2 separate regions of the Mus musculus genome follow, and region 1 is linked to region 2. A link is a contact called in public promoter capture Hi-C data. All regions are on one chromosome and are shown on one strand. The core of a region is the stretch at or near the end of the contact, and the rest is flanking DNA. Distances in the headings are between cores, read along the strand shown.

Region 1 (7,131 bases), core at 3,581-6,080, about 22 Mb before region 2:
ACATTTAACACATACATATAAGTATATAAATGTGTAAGTGTGCATACAGATAAATATGTCATTTTATACTTACATATTTTCCAAGTATAATGATATACTTATGAAGTTTAGTGAACATACACACATCACATATACATCACATTTTTTTCTTAAAACATTTAAAGTTTATGATAATATTATTTTAAAGTTAATGATAATATTATTTTAGAATAATATTATACTTGGTTAATGTAAAAAAAATTTTTTTTGACTAAGTGAGGACTATTGGCATATTTTTGGCTATAAGCACAGCAGCCTATCCTTTCTAGTCATCCTCTACAGTTATCCATAAATAACTATTGTTAAGTAAGTTCAGGTTGAATTAAACTGTCTTTGTCATAAAAGTCACCAGCACTTAAATGGGAGAAAAAAAAAAGAGTATCCTTAGATGGGGTGGGTGCAGACTACTGTAACCATGTGATACGGATCAACTAACCTCACTGCTGCCTGTATTTCAGAAATGCCTTCCTCTCTGAGCTACGAAGTCAGATGGGGACGACAAAAACCAAACTACAATATGTAGTCCTCTAAACTGTGAGGTCAGGTTAAAAACAAGCACACTGGCCTACTCCTCAGCTGTAACGTGGCATACTGATAATATTAAAATTGATCAATTCAGAAACATCAACCTTTCTTCTGTGCACTCTGCTTTCTCAGTCCCGTCGATCTCAATTTCTATCAGCTCTTCTGCTTCTCTCTTAGTCATGGTTGAAGACGTTCAAAAGTTCAGTCCTGGAAGAGGTAAATGTTAAAGAGTTTTTGTTTTGTTTTTTAAACTTCATGTATACAAACAAAAATGATCTGCAAGAGACCAAAACTGAATTACATCAGAGGGAGAGAGGTACTCTCTATATGTAAAAGCTCACATACAACATTTATAAGCCAGTTTGTTTAGAGTGGCATCTGTTAGCCTGAGATGGTGACTCCATTACTCTATGGATTGGAACTTGTTGGTGTTCAGGATATTTGATCATACTGTGAGTCATTTACTTGGGGGGAGGGGCTGTATCTAGTTGTAGTGTGGCTCAGCCCTGAGCTTTAATTCCTTTAGCAGGATTAAAGGCATGCCCTTAGGACACACCTTTAATCCAAACAATGGAGGTAAAGTTGTTAGTTCGTAGAGGGAAGCACCCATGTTTGTAAGTGATGTCTAATACAGTGGCAGACAAAGTGATGAATCAGAAAGATCTGACAGAGTACATGCCCAACGCTCATGAAAAAGGCAGTGCACAGAGTGAAAAGAAGACAGGAGACAGTTTTACAAAGACAGCTATAGCCAGGTTGAAGAGATAACAAGATAGACATAGGCAAAGACAGAACAGGCTGCAGAGTAAGAAGCCAGAAGACCAGAACAGATTGCTAGAGCTACTTTGAGGCAAAGCAGGGACCTCAGGAGAAGCTGAGAGGGAAACCAGACTGAATCAGTTATCATGGTGAGGAGTTTGAGCTGTTCAGAACAGCTGAGTGAACCAGCCAGCCAGAGCTCAGAGAGAGCTAGAAAGGATGAGTTTATTCAGCAGTAAGTCTCAGAGGCTGAAAACATTCTAGGCCTAGATAAAGACTGTGCAGAGGCTAGAATCCTCCAAGGCTAGGCCTAGGTTAGTTAGCAGACAGAGGCAGTAACCCTCTGAGACAACAATTACCTCAGGAGAATTACATGTTGGCCTAGTCTAAATCAGTAAGTTAATTCAAGTCACTACAAAAGCAAATAAAAGCTACATCAACTGTATTAAAGCAACTTGGATTCAAACCTGAAGCTGAGCATGGGGATCGATTACAACTGCTTAGCTAGAAATCTGATTTGATTACATAATGATTAAAATTCAAGTTACAAAAGCTATCTACAATGCCTGAAAGTGACAAGGGACTAATAAGTGGAATAGATTAAATCTTCAATTAACTGATAGAAAAAAAAGGGGGGGGGGCGCTAAGACAAACTATCAACACTGGCAAAGCACAGCACAGAAAAAGGAAACTCCAACTAAAGTAAATTAAAACTTCGGGGTATTGGTAAAGCACCAATGGACATCATTCCAAAATGAAGTGTAAACGTAACTCTCCACACGGCATTGCATTGCCTAGGAAATGCAGTCGGCATTCGGGAAAGGTTGGCATATCCATCTATGTCTCATGAGGAAAGGACAGAAACCCAATCTGATTAGAAGTTAAAACCATGATGCTCTGCCGTGCCTGCAGATGGGAGCCTAGCATAGCTGTCGCCTGAGAGGCTTCATCCCAGCCGCTGATGGAAACAGATGCAGAGACGCACAGCCAAACATCAGCGGAGCTCAGGGAGTCTCATGGACGAGTTGGGGATGGGAATGAGGGAGTTGGAGGGGTTAAGGAAGACCTCCAGAGTCAACTAACCTGGAGCCATGGAAGATGAACCACCCACCAAAGCACAGGCAGGGGCTGGACCTAGGCCACCTACACATTTGCAGCAGATGTGCAACTTGGTCTTCACGTCGGTCCCTAACAACTGGAGTGGAGGCTTTCTCTGAGCCTGGCAATGGATCCCGTTCCCTTAACTGGACTACCAGTTGGGCCTCAGTGGAGAGGGCAGGCTTAGGCCTACTGTGACTGGATGTCCTAGGATGGATACTGAAGGGGGGCCTTCCCCTTCGAAGGAGTAATGGGGTGAGGGGGAGGACAGGGAGGGAGACAATTGGGATATAAAGTGAATGAATTCATTAATTTTTTAAAAAGTTAAAAACTGAGCCAGAAGGCAGTGGTCCATGCCTTTAATCCCACCACTTGGGAGGCAGTGGGAGGTGCATCAGCGTTCAAGGCCAGCCAAACACAGGAAAACCCTGTCTGAAATCCCCTCACTCCCCCAAAAAACCTCCTTCTGGGGAAGAGCATGAGAGTTCTCAAAACTACCATTCCTCTTTTCGGTCCTGTAGGTTTGTTGTACAGTTGCCAGAGACTCAGATGAATCCAGTACTTGGCCCCCCTGGGCTCCTCAACCTTACTACCGCACTCAGTACTTACTGAACTGACTCAGTCACGACTATGTATCCCCAAGTTACGCGTCTGTACTTGTAGCAAAGATAAAATGGACGTAAATCCAGTTGGCATCCAGGTAGTAATACAAATACAAAAGAAAGAAAAAAGAAGTGCTAAAAAAATGGCCAGTGTTTAGTGGCATGGGGTACCTAAGAATGTGAGGGGGATCTATATAAATGTTTTCCTCTTGCCAGCAGTCAGTCCTGTCATTAGCTCAATCTACCTGTTTTAAAAAAATTGAGGTGGGGAGGCCAAGAAAGGGGTCAACATTTGAAATGTAAATAAATAAAATAACCAATTAAAAAATGCACTTATTTTGCTAGGCAAGGTAGTGCACACCTTTAATGCCGGCGCTCAGAAAATAGAGGCAGATAGGCCTCTAAACTCTAGGCCGGTCTAATCTACATAGCAAGTTCAAGGTCAGCCAGGCTAGAAAGTGACACCCAACACAAACTTACACGTACCCAGACACCACTTATAAGGTGCGCATGCGCACTTGTGGAGGTCAGAGAGCAGACAGTTCTCTCCTCCTTCCATCTGGATTCCAGAGGCTGAACAGTCTGGCTCGGCAGCAAGTGCCTTTACCTGTCGAACCATCTCACTGGCCTACCTAAGGATTTAGTTTCAAATGACTGTTTGTCATCGTGAAACGATGCGCTGGCACCATTCTCTATGCTGTGGACCCTAAGGGTGGAATCCCCTAAACTCCATCGTTGTGTTCACTGCACTACACCAACCCCCAAAAAAGGTCGGGGGGAGGAGTGGGGGAAGTTGGCAAGGTACAGTAACTTTCACTGACATCTTCGGGAAAGACGCAGAAAGTCATCCTATGCATTAGAACGATTGCACCGATGCGACTCTAGGACAGTTCCAGAAGGGCAATCGGTACTGCTAGTGCGGGGATGGCTGACTCGGGTGACAGACAGGTCTGGCATCTTCCCGAGAGACCCGGGAGCGCCCGGGGCTGTGCGCTCGGCCAGCGCGCCGAGCCTGGACCGCGCCCGTGCGACGGGCGACTCCGCCGCGTCCCGCAACGCGGCCCGGGCCACGCCGCTCCCCGCGCCCCTCCCCTCGGCTTCCCGCACAGCCTCTCCCGCCCCTCCCCACCAGGCTCCCTCAAGTCTCCACGAACGGAAATGGGAGTCGCAGCGCCGGGGACCCAGCGGAAACAAAACACAGAGGCGGCCGCGGGGGGGGACAAGCCCCGGAACCAGGCCGCCCGCGCGGGCCCGCGCTCCCCGCCAGCCCGCGTCCGCAACTCACCAGCTCCGGAATTCGTCCCGTGGCCCTAGCCCGCGCTTCCACAGCCGGCTGGGAACGGCGGCGGCGCGGGCTCCAGGTACAGCGCCTCTCCGGGCGAGCCGCGCCGCTCCCGCGAGTAGCAGGGTAAGGTCCCGGGGCCCTTCCCGTGGAATCGGCGCTAAGGAACCCCAGCCCCTCTCCCGCCTCCCAGGCACCCCCGGGCCTGGAACTACAACTCCCAGCAGGCTGCGCGGCCCGAAACGCCCGCGACGACGGGGCTCACGAGGCACAAACGCCCCCCAGCCGCTTTGGTTTTTTGTTTTGTTTTGGTTTTGGTTTTTACGCGCTCCTTTGTACCCCCACCCTACATCCACCTCCCCAACCCCAAGGATCGGGACGCTGACTCCGAAGGGAGCTTGAACTAGGGGACAGGCCAGAATACGCATGCGTACAGTGCAGTGTCTCCAAGAGGGAAAAGGGGGTGAAGTTAAAGTGTAGGAAAGATGGCGGAGTCTTAGCTGAGGGACCCGGAAGCACTTACCCTCCACTTCCTCCTCCTGTTTGGCTTCTGTCTCACCTAGAGGCGTCCGGTCGCAGACTCCCTTCGAGGCGCTTCCTGTCCGGTGAGCGTCGAACGACTGAAGCCGCGGCCCATAGTGCCTTGCGATGGCGGGTAGGCGTGTGTAGGCGGAGCCAGGGCCGGAAGTAGAACGGTGGCGGCGGCGGTGACTCTGGCAGCTCGGGACTCAGTGCAAGGTGACTGGGAGGGTAACTGGGCTAGCTCGGCCTCCTGGGACTGAGCTTCTGGGTTTCTTCACGAGGAGAGAGGGCTGCCCGTCACCTTTGCCCTGGGAGTAGAGCGCAGCCCCGTGTCCTTGGCACCGTCCTGGCCTGGCCTGGGGTCACAGGTGACCTCGGCCCTGCTGGGTATTCAGATTTGCCTTACGCTCACTAAATAAGACCGTGAATGCTCTCCTGGGAGCAGAGCGGGCCGACTCGAAAAGCAGAAAAGACGGGGTGGTGAGCCTGCAGCCCGCCTGGGGCAGCCCAAGGTCACGGCGCGCCACAGGCTTGTGAATAATGCAGGCGGCGATCGAGCCTCCTAAGACAGGAAAGGGCGATGGTGATATCCTAAAAGTTTTATATCCAATCTAGAAGTCATGCTTTGTCGATTGACTTTATGATTAGATACTCACGAGCAGCAAAGGGACTAGCCTTCGGCTAGGCTGGTCAGTCAACCGCTATAAATAGGAGAGCCGTGCGCCTTCCCAAAGCTACACCTCTGGGTTTGAACTTTGATTACCCCACCCCCACCCCCACCATGCTTTCCCCAATATTGTTACTATCAGACCTCTAACAAGCAGCAAGCTAGTGCAGGATATTAATTCAGTACGGAATTTGTCCCAAATGGTGTTCTACACTTAGGATGCCATTTGTCTTCCGTGTGATCATGAACAGATCGCATTCTCTATTTAATCTGAAAAAGTGAAAGGCAGTGAAGGAGAAACAACAAGTAGTTTTGGTAAGAGAGAATGTGGTCACTGTTAGAACGATTGAGTAGGACTTAGGAGGTGAGTATACATGTATGTTTGGGGTTCAGAGAGTACGCTAAATTAGACGTGGGGATTGGAAATCATTGTTTGGGATGGTGCGTTATTGAAAGTGAAAATGTATTTTCCCTGTCTTGTAGAAGAAATGACCGTCTTGGCAGTTAGATTGGGAGCAGGTTGACTGTGGAATGTTAGGTAAACAACCTTCTTTAGACATATTTTTTTTAATCACCTATAAGCAAGACTGAAAGAAGCACCTTCCCCTAACACTTAGAGAGTATTTCCTAAGTGGACAATATGGAAGTATTTTACAGTATTTTTAGGGCTAAAGAATTCTTGATACCTTACTAATTATGTCTTAAGTGTGTTCCTAGATTTCCAGGATGAATCAAGTGTGGTGTTCTTATTATAAAGTCTTGTCTACTTGCCTGTAGCTCTTTCGCCTGTATAATTCTCTGGTAGAGTATGAATGGCATTGATTTCCTCAAATGTTTTATTTTTATCGGGATCGGTGAATGAAAACTCGTGCTTATTTGATTTTTTTTTCAGCAGTACTAAATGTTATACCAGGTTTGTTGAAGTTGGTACTATTGACACTTTAGATAACTCTTCAAAATGAGAATAGGGAAGATTGCTATCTTTCATGTTGTAGGGAGTATAGCAGTGTGCCCGAACTTTACCCACTATAGGCCACCTTCATTCAACTTATTCAGGACAGCCAAAATTATCTTCAGACAGGAATTGTGCCCTTGTAGCGAAAATTATACACTCTCTCCCTTCACATATGTTTAATAACCATTATGCCAATCAGCTGCCATATAGTTAACGATTCTTGAACTATTAGTGGTACCACTCAAAACCCTCTGTGCATTTCTGTCAGTCCATCCATCCATCTGTCCATCCATCCATCTATCCATCTATGTATCTATGTGTGCATATGTATGTGGACACTTCTGCCTGTGTTTCTCCAATGGCCAGGATCAGCCTCCGCTGTTTATCTTCAGGTTGTGCACATTGCTTTTTGAGACATAATCGGTCCGTATCCAGGATCTTGCCAAAAAGACCAGGTTGCCAAGTGAGCTCCAGAAGGTTGGCCTTTGCCTGCCTCCCCAGTGCCAGCCTCATAAGCTTGATGCCAGTCCTGGCTTTAAAATCAAAACGGAACAAAACAACACTACCCCTCCACCACCATTTTTGTAATTGGTGATGTTACTAAATTCAAGAGAAATAACTGTCAAATTAACGTAAAGATTTTTAAATTCTTGTCCATACTTTCTCTATAATGTGAAGTAGT
Region 2 (6,683 bases), core at 3,878-6,377:
GTGGGGATGAGTTGTAAAAGTAGGGTGGCAGCTCCACAGGCTGTCCTGTTGATGTGACTTGTCTTTGCTGATGATGGATGGCTGTGTGATGTCCAAGTTCTGTGGGATCATCTAATGCTAGGAACAAACAAGATTCTGCAGCAGGCGGTTGATCCTCCTTTGTGGAACAGCATAAGGAATTGCCTGAGGAAGGAGAACAATAGGTTGACTGTCTGGAAAATCTCAGAGCACTCCAACCATGTTTCTTGCCATGCCATCTGTGATAACTATCCAGGTAATGCAGACAAATCATACTTAGTGGGATTGTATTCCTAATCCTCTGATTAATGCAGAAGTTGGGGAGACATGACTATTCTTGTGGTGGTCAGTGACTCTTCTGGGCGATCTGGTTCTAATGTCCATCATGGATCAGCTCAACCCGCTCAGGAGGGTAAGGGAATTGTAAATTACACTGTGAGACTAAAAGCAATTCCTATTCATATGGGTAATGGAATTTATTGCTTAAGCATAATGTCTCAATTTGGGTATCTAGAGTTGATCAAAGTACGACTCAGAATCCTTACAGAAAGCTACTTATGCTTCGTGCATTTGGATTTGAGGGACAAAAGATTAATGTCATGGGTTCCATATGTTTACCATCTTGCAAATTATGGATGACTAACAAGGAATCTGGATATATTGGCTGCAGTGTATAGGTGAGAAGCCTTGGGTGCTTGTTAAGCAAGAAGTCGTTGACCGGAGCCCTCGTGGACGCCCTTGAGGACTGCATTCTCAGAACTGAAATGGCAAGGGTCCAATTCAGATAAAACTGTGGAAGTTCTTTCTGCTTCTAGAGACTCTACTGAGTGGCATGGAATTGAAGTGTCAGACCCTCTATTACAATTTTGTAGTTCTAGTCGGATTAATTTGTGGAAATTGGCAAGCGCTTTTCACCCACTCAAAGCATGGAATGGAAAGTTGGAACTTTAATTATGATAAATTTCATTTGCCCTTTAATTTAAAACAGTCACACCTTTATGGCTTGTAAACCATTGCCTTATGTGTTACTGCCTGTGCTATGGCTCCCTAATGGGAATCAAAGCAACACTGTGCAGGCTGTACTCTCTATACTTGTGTCCATGCTGCTGTGTCTTTAGATGTTACCTTTGAAAGTTTATATATTCTCAGAGCTAGGCCAGCAGTCTGGATACAAGTGAGGCTGGCGACCATAGCAAGACTCTCCTGTGATGGTACTAATACAGAAGCTCGCTGGTAGAATATTAAGAATTCGAGAGATGGCTGGTGTACTGGCTAGTTTAGTGACAACTTGACACAGGCTGGAGTTATTACAGAAAAAAGAGCTTCAGTTGAGGAAATGTCTCCATGAGATCCAACTGTAAGGCATTTTCTCAATTAGTGATCAAGGGGGAAAGGCCCATGGTGGGTGGGACCATCTCTGGGCTGGTAATCTTGGTTCTATAAGAGAGCAGGCTAAGCAAGCCAGGGGAAGAAAGGTAGTAAAGAACATCCCTCCATAGCCTCTGCATCAGCTCCTGCTTCCTGACCTGCTTAAGTTCCAGTCCTGACTTCCTTGGTGATGAACAGCAATGTGGAAATGTAAGCTGAATAAACCCTTTCCTCCCCAACTTGCTTCTTGGTCATGATGTTTGTGCAGGAATAGAAACCCTGACTAAGACAGCTGGGTTGATAATTTCTGTGGTCCTGGGAATTATCACATCAACTGCTACTACGATGCAGCTCGAGTTGCTTTTCACACAGAAGTTCGAGCTGCTAATTTGTGAAAGATTGGCAGATGCATTCTCATGAACCTTGGACTCTACAGAATAGATAGACCAGGAAATAGCTGAGGTAGTAGCTGAATTGAAGCAAGCTCTGACGGTCTTTGGAGATCAGTTAGATTTATTGGGAGAAGAAATGAAATTAAAATATGATTGGAATGTTACTTTTTATTGTATTAGGCCTTTAAGATTCAACGAGAGCAAATATGATTGGAAAAAGGTTAAAATGTATTTGTTGGGTCATCCCAATTGTTCTCAGATGATTTATGTTTTACAGCAAGAAATTATAGAAACCTTTTCAGAGAAGATGCCTGATGTAACAGGGAATGACGTGAACGGGACAGGTCTTGCAGATGTTGTAGCTTCATTTATTCCCATGAATTATTTTAATAAGTTTCTTGTTCTTGTGATTTTTATAATTCTCTTTGTTGTGATAGCTTTACACATGTATGTATGTATGCTGATTTATTTACATAAAGCTGTTAGACAACTAGACAGACGAAAGGCCATATTTACAACTCCATAATATGCTACATTGTTATTCCTAACAAATCTGCTTAAAGAAAGAAAAGGGAGGTGATGTAGTGATATGGGCAGTAAAGCCTTTATGCTTGGATTTCAGAGAAATGTTTTAGCAGAGCCTTTGCAATGTTTAGATTAATCCGTGGAGGCTGTGAAATTGTTTGAGACTGTTTGAACCTTGAAGAAATGTCCCCCTGGAAAGTCTGTATTAGTTCCTGTGTGAGATCTTGCAGCTGTCTAAACCTTGGTCCTAAGACACTCAATGGAAAACTTGACATTCTTACCATGGGCTCACCATGGTCAAGATTTGTATGGGTTGTCTGTTCTAACTAACGAATAAAAGTAACTGGAGTGAGGTAGTCAGGTTCAGTCTTTTCCAAGAAGGCGGAACCCCTCTGTTCCTTCAGAAAATGTAAAGGTTTATCATCTTGGTAAGCTTCTCTCTATTGCAGCACCTGTGACCGACACCAACCATTACCAGTGTGTCCTTTGCAAAGGCTGTCAGTTTGCTGGAGTAGACCTCCCACTCACAGCATTATTTTTACCTTTTTAAAGGCAGTCCCAACAGGAGATACCGAGGAGTCAAACTTGTTAGAACATATTACATACATATATATGTACATATGTGATCTCCACATGATATATTTTATGTCCCCCTATAAAGGGAAGTTTAAGACAACTAAAACAATTAAAAAATGAGGTCATATTTATGTGTTCAAGCGCTGGATTGTCAGCTTAAATTTCTGTACAATGCCCAGAGACCCCCTACACTAAGAGGAGGCTCACCTGAACTGAAATAGCCTCATTGCCTGATTCCAGGCAACTCTGTGGGTTTTAGTTTTAGTTTTGTTTTTTAGGGGTTTTTTTTTTCCTTCTGCCATTTGTCCTAAGGAATGAAGATCTCTCACAGTACCAAACAGGTTTTCATATCCAGTGGGCCCTTAACATTTTGCCAACATAAACAAGAGTTGTAACATGACTTGTATAAGTATGAAAATTCATAATCATTGAAAGAAAAAAAATAGTGTGGGAGTAGTTCTTGGTACATTGTTTGCCTAGCATTCACAAGGCTGTGGGTTCAACCCCTGGCAACCCCATAAATTAGTCATGAAAGCATACCACAGATAACCCCAATACCTTTGAGGTGGAGGCAGTGGGATCAGTTTAGGTCATCCTTCCTTACATGGTGAGTTCAAGGCCACTCTGAACTACCTGAGATGCTATCTCAAAACAATATTAACAAAGAAACAATAAATTCTTATATTTGGGGTAGGTTGTTTCTTATACCATCAGTAGCTCAAAACAAGTTGCTAATAGATCTGACCTTTTGAAGTTTAACATCCTAATAGGAGTCTACCTCCTATTTTCTAGGTCTTCTTTCACTGCAAATATAAATCTAGTATATTTACTAGTAGGTGCATTTTATAGTGAACATAGAAAATGCACAAAATCTCTGAATATAACAGCTAAAGAGTAAATGAATTACTTTTTCTCAAATATAGAACAGGTGTGTATTCATGTAGTCATTTGCATACCAATTATTTTATTTTATACTGAATCAAAATTCTAACACACTATAGATTACTGAGGAACTTACAAAAAAATAACAAACAAACAAAAAATAAAACCAACTAAGCTTTAAATCACATTCGTGTAGAAGACATTTCCTTTGTATAGGATTTGGAGAGTCCAGCACCTACCTATCGCATATCCTATACTGATACTTTGAGCATCGAGTGCCATCTCAACGTGAAGATGCCTAGTTACTATAGGAGACCAAATCATCTCTGAGACATTTCTGGTTTGTTACCAGAGAACAAGGCAAATGCTAATGAGTGGTTATTCCTAACAATGTCAACACTGATGCTTGAAGTAGGCCAGGGCCTTGGTGAGTCCTTCCTGGTCCTTGGGAGTGTGGTCTTAGTGCTTGGTGAAAACAGGTATTATTCAAGTACCAATGATGTGACAGTTCTTATATCAAAGTCCAGCCACCTATAATAAATCAGCCTATTTAAAAAACAAAATTGAAACTGGAAAGCAGAAAAAGGCCGTTTATTCAAGGTGACCACATTGGGAAGAGGAACAAAGACATCCAGTGGAACCCCGTACCCAACCTCCGCCCGTGTCTTTGGCCATTGTCATCCGGGTTCAATCTCACCCTGTTAGAAGACGCTCTGACATTTTAGAGCTGTTGGAAAGCTCTTTCCAGAAGACAAGTTTCCCTATGGCTGTCCCCTCTTTCCTTCTCTCAGCCTGATACTTTGGGTCCATTCTTTCAGAGGCTGATAGATGGAGACCTGAGCATGTCTGGAAATATCTGCATCCCTGTCGAGCTGGCTACAGAGCATGCTAACGGCCAGCCCTCAGCACATGCCCGCAGTCTCAGTGGGGGCAGTCGGTACTTCCGGTGTAACATTTATCACTTCCCAGTTTGAAGATAGAGTGACTCGGGCAAATGTAAGGAGAGGCGCGATTTAATCTTTCTACCGCTTTTCTCATCGCGGGGTTCGGTTTTGTAAACCAGCAATGCCTGTGCATCTAAAACACTGATACAGGTCTTCTCTCGACCCCATGAACAGAGACAGGAAGGGTGACTCTGTAAACCAGCACCCACACTCCACCCTTCGCTCGGGGTTCGCACCCCAGCAGCTCCGGAGTCCCCAGAGAGCTTTGGCTCCGCCTCTTGCAGGACCTGAGTCTCCCGCGAGATTTTTGTCTACAATCTCGCGAGACCGGAAACAGGAACTGCGAGCCAGCCCATCTGTGACCTCCTCGCAGGACCCGGAAGTATGGCGTTTCTTCGTGTTACCCCGCGCGAACTCTAGCGGAGACCCGTAGTTGGCGAGCTCAGGCGGGGACCATGCTGACTCGGGTGAGGCTCTGGCGGTCGAGCGCCCCGGGCTGAAGCCACCGAGAGGCAGGGTGGACTGGGATGGGACCCGCACTGCCCACAGCCCGGAACCGTGCTGAGTGTGTTCCTGGTGCTGCTGCTGTCCCGCGGGCCGGCGACATTGTCACTGCGAGCTTTCTCAGCCCTGGGTGCACCCCGGTGATGAGGGGAGAGCCAGAAAGTTGGGGCGATGCTTATTTCCGTAAATAAACTTTGGAATACTTTTTTCTTTACAGTCTTACTTTAAAAGACAAACAACAACAACAAAACTTTTATGGCTTCTGAATTTTTTTTTTTTTTAGCATAGATTCACCTCTAACACTTGGTAATTACCACTTCGAGAAAAACCATGAAATAATTTTGTTACAAGTAAGGAGTTGATCCAACGGCAGGAACTGACATTTTAAAAATCAGGAAGCCCCACTCCTGACTAGCTATTATTGGCAGTAGCTGGCTTGAGGCCGGGAGAGAGTTGTCTTTGGGGTATGGCTCCACACCCCCATGTGCATAACGACAGCACTAATTGTTCCCGAGTGGATTTTTTAAAAGGACATGAAGTTGGAAGGGGAACACACAGTGGGAGTCTGGGTGGAGTTGGAGTGGTGTGGAGACGTGTTTATTAAAGTATGTTGTAGACAGGTATGGAAGTCTCCACGAATAAGTAGAGATATAAAGAAAATTTAATGTCACTGTCAACTTTCAATAAATATGTGATATCACAGTGTGTTGTCAGCACCTTTTTCTTATCATCATAGCTGAAAGCAAAATCAGAGGGGAAGCTTGCCAAACAGCTATGCAGAGTTGTGTTGGATCAGTTTGACAAACAGTATTCGAAAGAACTTGGGGATTCCTGGAGTACAGTAAGGTCAGTATGGTTCGTCTCTTGATATTTTGTGAGAGGAAAGGGAAGTATGTAGCAAATACCTCCTTGAGAGTGGCACAGTCCAGGAGGGAGGAGGTGACTGTACATTTTATGTGTGAAGGAATCACCTGGCATGTAGAAATGTGGGGCAGATAGTAATGCCCTCTCAAGCACTTGGCTTTTATCTGTAAAATGGGGAGGCACCACATTTTAAAACAACGCTGTAATAAAAATCCTAACTTGGAAGAAATTTAACTTAATGAAATTCAGGTAATACCAAGTCCTTAAAGTCAGTGTTCCTCTATCTTAGCTAAAGTCAGGCTTTATTTGGCAATTATTGTCACCATGCCATCTGTATGTGGAGCACATGTGCACATGGACAGACCAATCTAAATAAGCCTAGCATGCATGAACATGGCCAAGTGGCCATGGTGGAACTGGCGGGGAGGGAAGGCAGTTGGCATTCCCAGAGCGGGGACTAGACTGTAGGTTGTCCTCTGACCTCTGTGTTCAGCCGTACTCCATATCTCTGCAATAAACTCCATGACTTCTTTAAAAAAAGTGACAAATATGATTTGTGTTTTGATGAGTCTGAGCTGTTGATCGGAATGGTAGTGAATGGGGATTTGTA

Evidence for each region. Promoter capture Hi-C pulls out the DNA fragments that hold promoters and counts their contacts.
Region 1: a promoter capture Hi-C map of pre-B cells shows a contact between it and region 2. The contact joins the promoter of Atp5j here to the promoter of Nsun3 in region 2. A contact is called at or near these places in 1 of 39 promoter capture datasets (pre-B cells) and 1 of 484 Hi-C or Micro-C datasets (CD4 T cells).

What each region holds. Positions count from the first base shown.
Region 1 is chr16:84,832,721-84,839,851 of GRCm38.p6, reverse strand. Atp5j (ATP synthase, H+ transporting, mitochondrial F0 complex, subunit F) reads left to right here and starts at 4,830. Exons shown (of 4, transcript NM_001302214.1): 1 at 4,830-5,043. Gabpa (GA repeat binding protein, alpha) reads right to left here and starts at 4,728. Exons shown (of 10, transcript NM_008065.2): 1 at 4,309-4,728; 2 at 669-771. The coding sequence starts at 745.
Region 2 is chr16:62,785,160-62,791,842 of GRCm38.p6, reverse strand. It overlaps Nsun3 (NOL1/NOP2/Sun domain family member 3), which reads left to right and starts at 5,127. Exons shown (of 6, transcript NM_178925.3): 1 at 5,127-5,172; 2 at 5,946-6,055. The coding sequence starts at 5,161.